Regions from separate parts of the Columba livia genome. Here region 2 is linked to region 1. The links are chromatin contacts, called in public Hi-C maps. All regions are on one chromosome and are shown on one strand. Each heading gives the region's core, a stretch centred on a gene start, on an enhancer-like site or on the middle of the called end of the contact. The rest is flanking DNA. Distances are from core to core; before and after follow the strand shown. Region 1 overlaps LOC110357216 (a long non-coding RNA gene). Region 2 overlaps LOC110359148 (a long non-coding RNA gene).

Evidence for each region. Hi-C and Micro-C count contacts between places; a contact is called where the count stands out from the background.
Region 2: a Hi-C map of liver shows a contact between it and region 1, with 8 times the contacts expected there. The contact joins two enhancer-like sites. A contact is called at or near these places in 2 of 2 Hi-C or Micro-C datasets (crop and liver).

The regions. Positions count from the first base shown.
Region 1 is chr17:11,409,903-11,412,996 of bColLiv1.pat.W.v2, reverse strand. LOC110357216 (a long non-coding RNA gene) reads left to right here. Exons shown (of 4, transcript XR_002410749.2): 2 at 548-735; 3 at 1,335-1,536; 4 at 1,632-2,231. Among named protein-coding and RNA genes, the nearest start is that of TBX3, 21 kb to the left of the region's middle. Within about 2 kb of position 1,421, at least 1 of the 3 cell types and tissues checked has an H3K27ac peak away from gene starts, as active enhancers do.
Region 2 is chr17:11,713,971-11,717,064 of bColLiv1.pat.W.v2, reverse strand. The region is part of intron 3 of LOC110359148 (a long non-coding RNA gene); the gene reads left to right. Among named protein-coding and RNA genes, the nearest start is that of TBX3, 280 kb to the right of the region's middle. Within about 2 kb of position 1,549, at least 1 of the 3 cell types and tissues checked has an H3K27ac peak away from gene starts, as active enhancers do.

The sequences.
Region 1 (3,094 bases), core at 172-2,671:
CGTTTCTTGGCAAATTTGGCATCGCGATCACCTGGCAGGATTATTTCCCTTCTGCCGTGCAAGTTTTCCTCGGCGCTGTCGCATTTATTTTTGATAGGTTTCTTGAAAATTATTTTTTCCAGCTCTCCCATGCTGTCCATTCGGGGCCTTCCCCGTGGATTTTTGAGGGGCGCTTTTGAACTCCGCCGCTGTCCTGAGTCCTATTTCAGCCGGTTTCCATTTCTCCCGAGTCCGAGTTAAAAAACAAAGAGGGAATAAAACTCAACTCAGACCTTAAATACAAATATAAGACAGGTCAGGAGCGGGTGGTGGGGGTAGGGGCTACCCCTAGGAAAAGTGAAAAGCTTGTTTTAATGGGCGGTCATTGCTAAATCTCACCTTAGGGCCAAAACGACTCGCGACCCATTGCCCTCCTTACGATGTATTTATTTGTCTCAGTGGCACCAGCCGTCAGTCATTAGTGGGGGGGTTAACCCGAGAGCGGCACCATCGTGGTGCTGGTGGTTTTGTGGCTCATTGCTTTGTTTTAAATATGATTTCTCAACAGGAACCTGTCCAGAAGCGGAGGAATAATCTGTCCCGGGAGAGCACCCTGATGAAACACGGGAGGGAACACGCGTGGGAGCGCAGCGAGGGATGACCCCTACGAAAACGCGGCTGTTTAGGTCCGAGGACGCGAGGCTTTGGTTTGCACCCCGAAGGATTTTCTCCCGGGAAAAGCGGCGGCTTGGACCGGTATATATTTTATTTAATGACCCTGGAGATGTTTTCCAATATTCTTAAAAATTATAGAGGGGGAAAAATTAAGCCCAACTGCAACAGCCGCTGTCCGAGTCCGTGGGCAGCCGGACCGTCCCGGAGCGGGGACCGGTGAGGGCACCCGGGCAGCCCCGGCCGGTAAAGATCCCGGCACCCGCACCCGTGTTTACATACATGCATTTCTGCTGTTAAAGCCATACCATGTGCACAGCTCTAGAGCCCCTCCGTAGCTGTATATTACCTCCTTTAGATATAGCTCCTTCCGTACGTAATACGGATAAAGCGCTAAACAGCTGTATATTTTTCAAACATTTATATAATTCAAATACATATATATATGTGTGTCGGTATAAAAAGACGATGCAAAGGGATGAGGCTCTGCGCGCATTCCTTTCACTTTGCACAAGACGTGTGTGGTGTGGGACACCGGGCACGGTGTGCCCCGTCCCCCGCAACCCGAACACAACCCCCTCCGGCCTCGGCTTTTCCAGGCTCTGTCCCGCCTGGCCGAGAACCACCACACTCTCAGGCTGGGGCCGGGAGGCTCTGACTGGTGTGTTTGATCTGCGTTTCAGACAGCTTTGCATTATCTTCACTATCGTGTGTCCCGGGTAAATTAAACTCTGCAAAGAATCGCTCGCCAGCCCCGGAGCAGCTTTGGGGTGTCCCTGCCCGTTGCCCCTCGAGGAGCGGGGAACCTGCAGGAGCCTCTTCGCTCGGCTGTCGGCCCGAAGCTCCGGTGCTTGTGTTCACACCCCTTTTACAGCCGGCTGTCTGGTTTGTTCCCTCTGCCAAATATTTAACCGGGGGCGGGGTGGGGAAAAAAGATAAAACATAAATTTCATCCTCCTTTTTTTTTTTTTTTCTCCCAGCTCGGCATCCCGCTGCTCCATATTTCTGCTGTGAGGAGGATGGACCGACGGTGCGAGAGAGCTTCCCGTGCACCCGGCTTATCTCCGAGTGCGGCCCCGGATCACCACGGGCATGGGGCAGGGCAATGCAGGGAGGGAGCTCCATCCTCGCCCCACGTCTCATGCCCTCCTGAAACTGCGAAATAATGAAATTAGGGAATCACCGCGCCACGGCAGCAGACGGGACTTGGATGTCTCATGCCAGCAGCCAGCATGGTTAGGAGGAGGAGGAGAGGAGGGGGCCTTGCTGCTGGGGGCGCCCCCGCGGCCGGGAGCGCTGGGGCCGGAGTCGCTTCGGGGCCGTTCAGAGGCCGTTTCGGGGCCGTGCCCGGGCCCGGCCGCCCGCTCAGCCGCTCCTGCAGTGCCACCTGGCGGGAACAGCCCGGTAGATCGGGCAGCGCTCGGGTCCAGGCGTCCCCCGCAGCTTCCCGGGAAGCATTTCCCCAAGGCTGACAGGGGGAGCGGGGCAATGTGGGGGGGTGTGCAGGGGATCCCCGACTGCCTGGGCTTGGGAAACGCTGAGGATGCGAGTAACATCATTAAAAAGATATGTATTGAAAATGTTTCTCCTTCAGAGTCTGGGAAAGAAGATCCTCTTCTTGAAATCCCGGGTGCCCCTCTTCCTTCTGATTGCTTATAATCATAATTGCATGTGTGCAAAAATGCCATCAACACCGACATGATGGCTCCTGGTGATGTCAGTGAACTCCAAATGAGAACTCCAGGGCTGGGTACTCATCGGGAAGTGGTGCTAGGTCTGGCAGTTTTGTAGAAAGCCTCCCAGGTGTGTGTGTAGCTGTGCTGTGAGAGCAGGCAAGGTTTTACAATGAACTGTCACTCTCCGCCAGCTGCAAACATGAGCTGGTTTGTGTGGCATGAAGCCTCTCTTGCTCTGACTCCTTGGTTTCTTTTGCCACCACTCGTGTATCCACATGCACACATGTGCAGAGCTATTTTGCTTCCATATTTTCATTTTTTCTCATATACTGGCCTCATCACTTGCTCACTCATACACACACAAAACTAATCTTTTCATGTTTTGTTTCATAGTCATATTCTTCCAACTTGTCTTAATCTTTTTTCTCCCTCTTACACACAGGCAGCTATTCTTCATAAGCAGTTTGTCTTGTTATATTCTTTTTTTTCTGTTTTCTGCCTTTTCCCTCATTACAAAACTATTCTGCACCAGAAACTGTCATTTTGCATGAAACACTTTGCTCTGGGCTAGAGGTCAACTTGCTTTGGTGGAACTGGGGGGCACTAAAATGTGAGAACAAGGATGTAAAAGCAGGAAGACATGCATCAAACTTCAGGGTAAACAATGGGAATGATATCGATTGCCTTTTAATGTGCAGTGGTCACACAATGGGGAAGAAAGGCTTCCCAGGAAAAAAAAGACACTTGCCACACTTAAAAAACTGGTA
Region 2 (3,094 bases), core at 300-2,799, 300 kb before region 1:
TGGACAAACATTAACCAGATCAAAGCCTAATGGATAGTTACGATGGCTCTGATTCAGCAAAGCACTTAAGCACAGCATTTCATTGTGACTTCAATGGGACATGCTTTGACTCCAGCAAGATATAAGCATTGCTTCAACCAGTGACAGGACAAACGACTGTACGACTTAGCGGGGGGGTGTGGTGGGCTTAAAAATCAAAGGTAAAGCTAGTTCCCATTCTAAAGAATGAGAGTTGAATGTTCTTCCTTCAAGGTGTTGCTGTGGGACTCAGTGCTTCTTTGCCTTTGTTGGTCACACAGTGTTTGAACAGCTGAAGCGTTAGAGCCAGAACAGATCGTGGAGACCATGGGGTTCCAGTCAAAGGGAGGAAGGATGGAGGAACAGCACGAAGGAAGGATGGGAACGTGCCCACGTGAACTGGGCCGTCGGACCTGACAGAGTTACAGTGAAGGTCCCTGTCTCTGTGCCTTAGAGCGGGTGCTTAGAGAAACAGTTTAAGAAATAGGAAAAGTACTAAAGGCGCCCCCCCCAGTGTGAATACTCAGGTGCTGGAGTCAGTGGGCTGGGGATTGCTCAGCTGGGACCGTAATATTTGTTTGTGCCAGGGACACAGCGAGGGGTCCCTTCAGACCTGGAGGATTCAGTCCTGATGCTGCAGTGATTCCATAGGAAAGTTTCACTGTTTAGTAAGACATGAGGAAAAGAGGCTGAAATTGTTTTCTTCTTCTTGATGGCATAAAAACCTAGAATACAATTTTCTTGTCTCATCCAAGCCATTAAAGTGTAATAAATTGTGACAGCTTCTAGTTTTTGAGATACTTTATTTTTAGTGGATGGGCTACGCAGCCTTGGAAACATTTGGAATTCCCCTTTGTGATTATACGTGAGTTATTTATAGCAAGTCCTTATACTGATGGCAGAGCCTACATCCCGGTTTGAGAACTGCTGAGTTGGAGGGGGGTGTGTAGTTTCGTTTAGAAGTTTCACTCACTAGATGTGCCATTCCGTGTTTCTGCGTTTCAAACCACTGTCATGAATGAACAGAAGCGGTTTGCGGGCACATTGCGGCTGTTGCACAGGACAGTCTCCCTCTGGAACTGCTTTCTGAAGCGAACAGCGTTCTCGTCAGTGTAATCACATGTATTGTGCCTGCGATGGGCCAAACTCTGGCCTTGGGTGCGGAGTGGAAGCCTGGAGAAAATGGAGACATCAGGGTAGGAGAGGGAGGGGAATTTAATTTCCTTTCCCCTGACATTGATGTTGTTGTAAATTCTCTAAAATGGCACCTTCTGGCTCAGAATTAAGCAGCCACAATGACATGTCTCTGTTTGTCCAGACTGGTTTTCTTGTCCAGCTAAGTGGGAGAGTCTTATGCCTTTAAAGCTTCCTGGCTCCCAGGAGGAAAATGCCAAACTTGTCAGAGAAAACAAACAGTGGCTTTCCTAGCCTGTGTGTGTTCCGATTAACGAATCTATTAGGCTATAAAACCTGGGACCCCCTTTCCCGGAGAAAGAGCATACATTAGGAAGCTGTTGACAGTTCCTAAGTCTGACCCCTTGCACAATGCTGGAGACCTATCAGCAGCTCTGGGGAAGGCAGCCAGGGCCTGTTTGTTCTAGGAGGTCTCGGAGAAGTATTTGATGCTCGGTAAATGCCAGATGCTCTGTTGTTTTACTCCATAACGTGGGAGGCCAGAGGGAGGGAAAAACAGAGGAGGAGCCGCAGCACAGCTGAGTGTTTTGTTCTTTTGGTGTAAGCAAAGTGTGCTTGGAGGTGTATTACCTTGGGCTTGGATGTGGTTGGCTTCTGCCGACTAAGCAGGGGCCAGTTTAGCAGTTCCTCAGTGGGTTTGCTATGAAAAATGTTCCTACAGCAAGTGACCAGAGCGTTGCAGCTGATGGCATCCTGAGCTTTTGGTTAAAAGGGAAGGAATTGCCCGTGTTGGATTTAACAAGTGCTGTGCTGATCTAAGCATTAACTTCCCAAGGAGATGCAAACCCACGATTCTGACATTTGAGCATGTACAAAACCCACTTTAGAAGACAAGAGGTGTTAAGCCCTGCGTTCTTGGCATGTTCCAGTGGAACCAATTACATTCTTATTATTTCCCCTGCCCATTTCACTTCTAAGGGTTGCAGCATTTTTGTCTGGCACTATGGTATTCATCAAGGAAAAATGCAAATAATTCTGCGTTCCGTCATACACTGCTCAGTATTTTTTTCACATTCAGAGTTTTATGAATATATTATGAATATTTCAGTGCATTTCAGCTCGCTGACCTGTTCATGCTTTGGTACCTGATGCTTTGTCTGTCACTGAGCAGATCAAACAGCCCGAAGTGAGAAGGTTTTGGAGCATCAGGCCTCAATGAATAATGCAAAATGTATTGAAGAGTTACTGATATGTGACCCAACACATTTTAGACAAATTGTGGCAGTGAAATGAAGTTATTTCGTACTTTGCCAAACTGTGGAGAAGTTGAGAAGTGGCCTTAGAGGTTCCAGCCCGGTCCCAGTCACTCTTGCTTGTCACAGGTGGGTCTCAGGCTCTCTGGCGCAGGTGGCTTTTACTCTTGCTAGAGAATATACCATTTCGGGCAGCCCCGGGAGACCTCCAGGCAGAAACACTAAAATTCACTGTAGCACGTTTCAGTTTGCTGGATGAGATCTCCGTGTCTCCCGAACACAAGACCTGTTGTGGATCACAGCAGGACGTTCTCCTAAGGAGCCCGGCGAAATGCTGCTGACGGTGTCGCGGAGCGATGCTAATCCGACATCGCGTTGGTCACGGCTCCTCGGGTTACCGCCCGGCACTGCGGCACAGCGGGCCTGGGACTGTGGGAATGAGGGACCTCGTGCTGCAGGGACACAGCCGGGGCTTTAGGAGGAAGAAAATCTATCCTCTTCCCATCCCTTCCTCAAGGGTACGTGTCAGAATGACGCACGTACTCTTGGCTTTATTCGACGAGGGGGCTGGAGGGGGGAGCGAGAAAGGAATGAGGTGGTCTCAAGGGACGCACGTACAGGGTCGTGATGCTCTAAATGCTCGTTTGGAATTGCTGAAACTGAAGGAGTGGAGAACGGCCCTTGTTGGC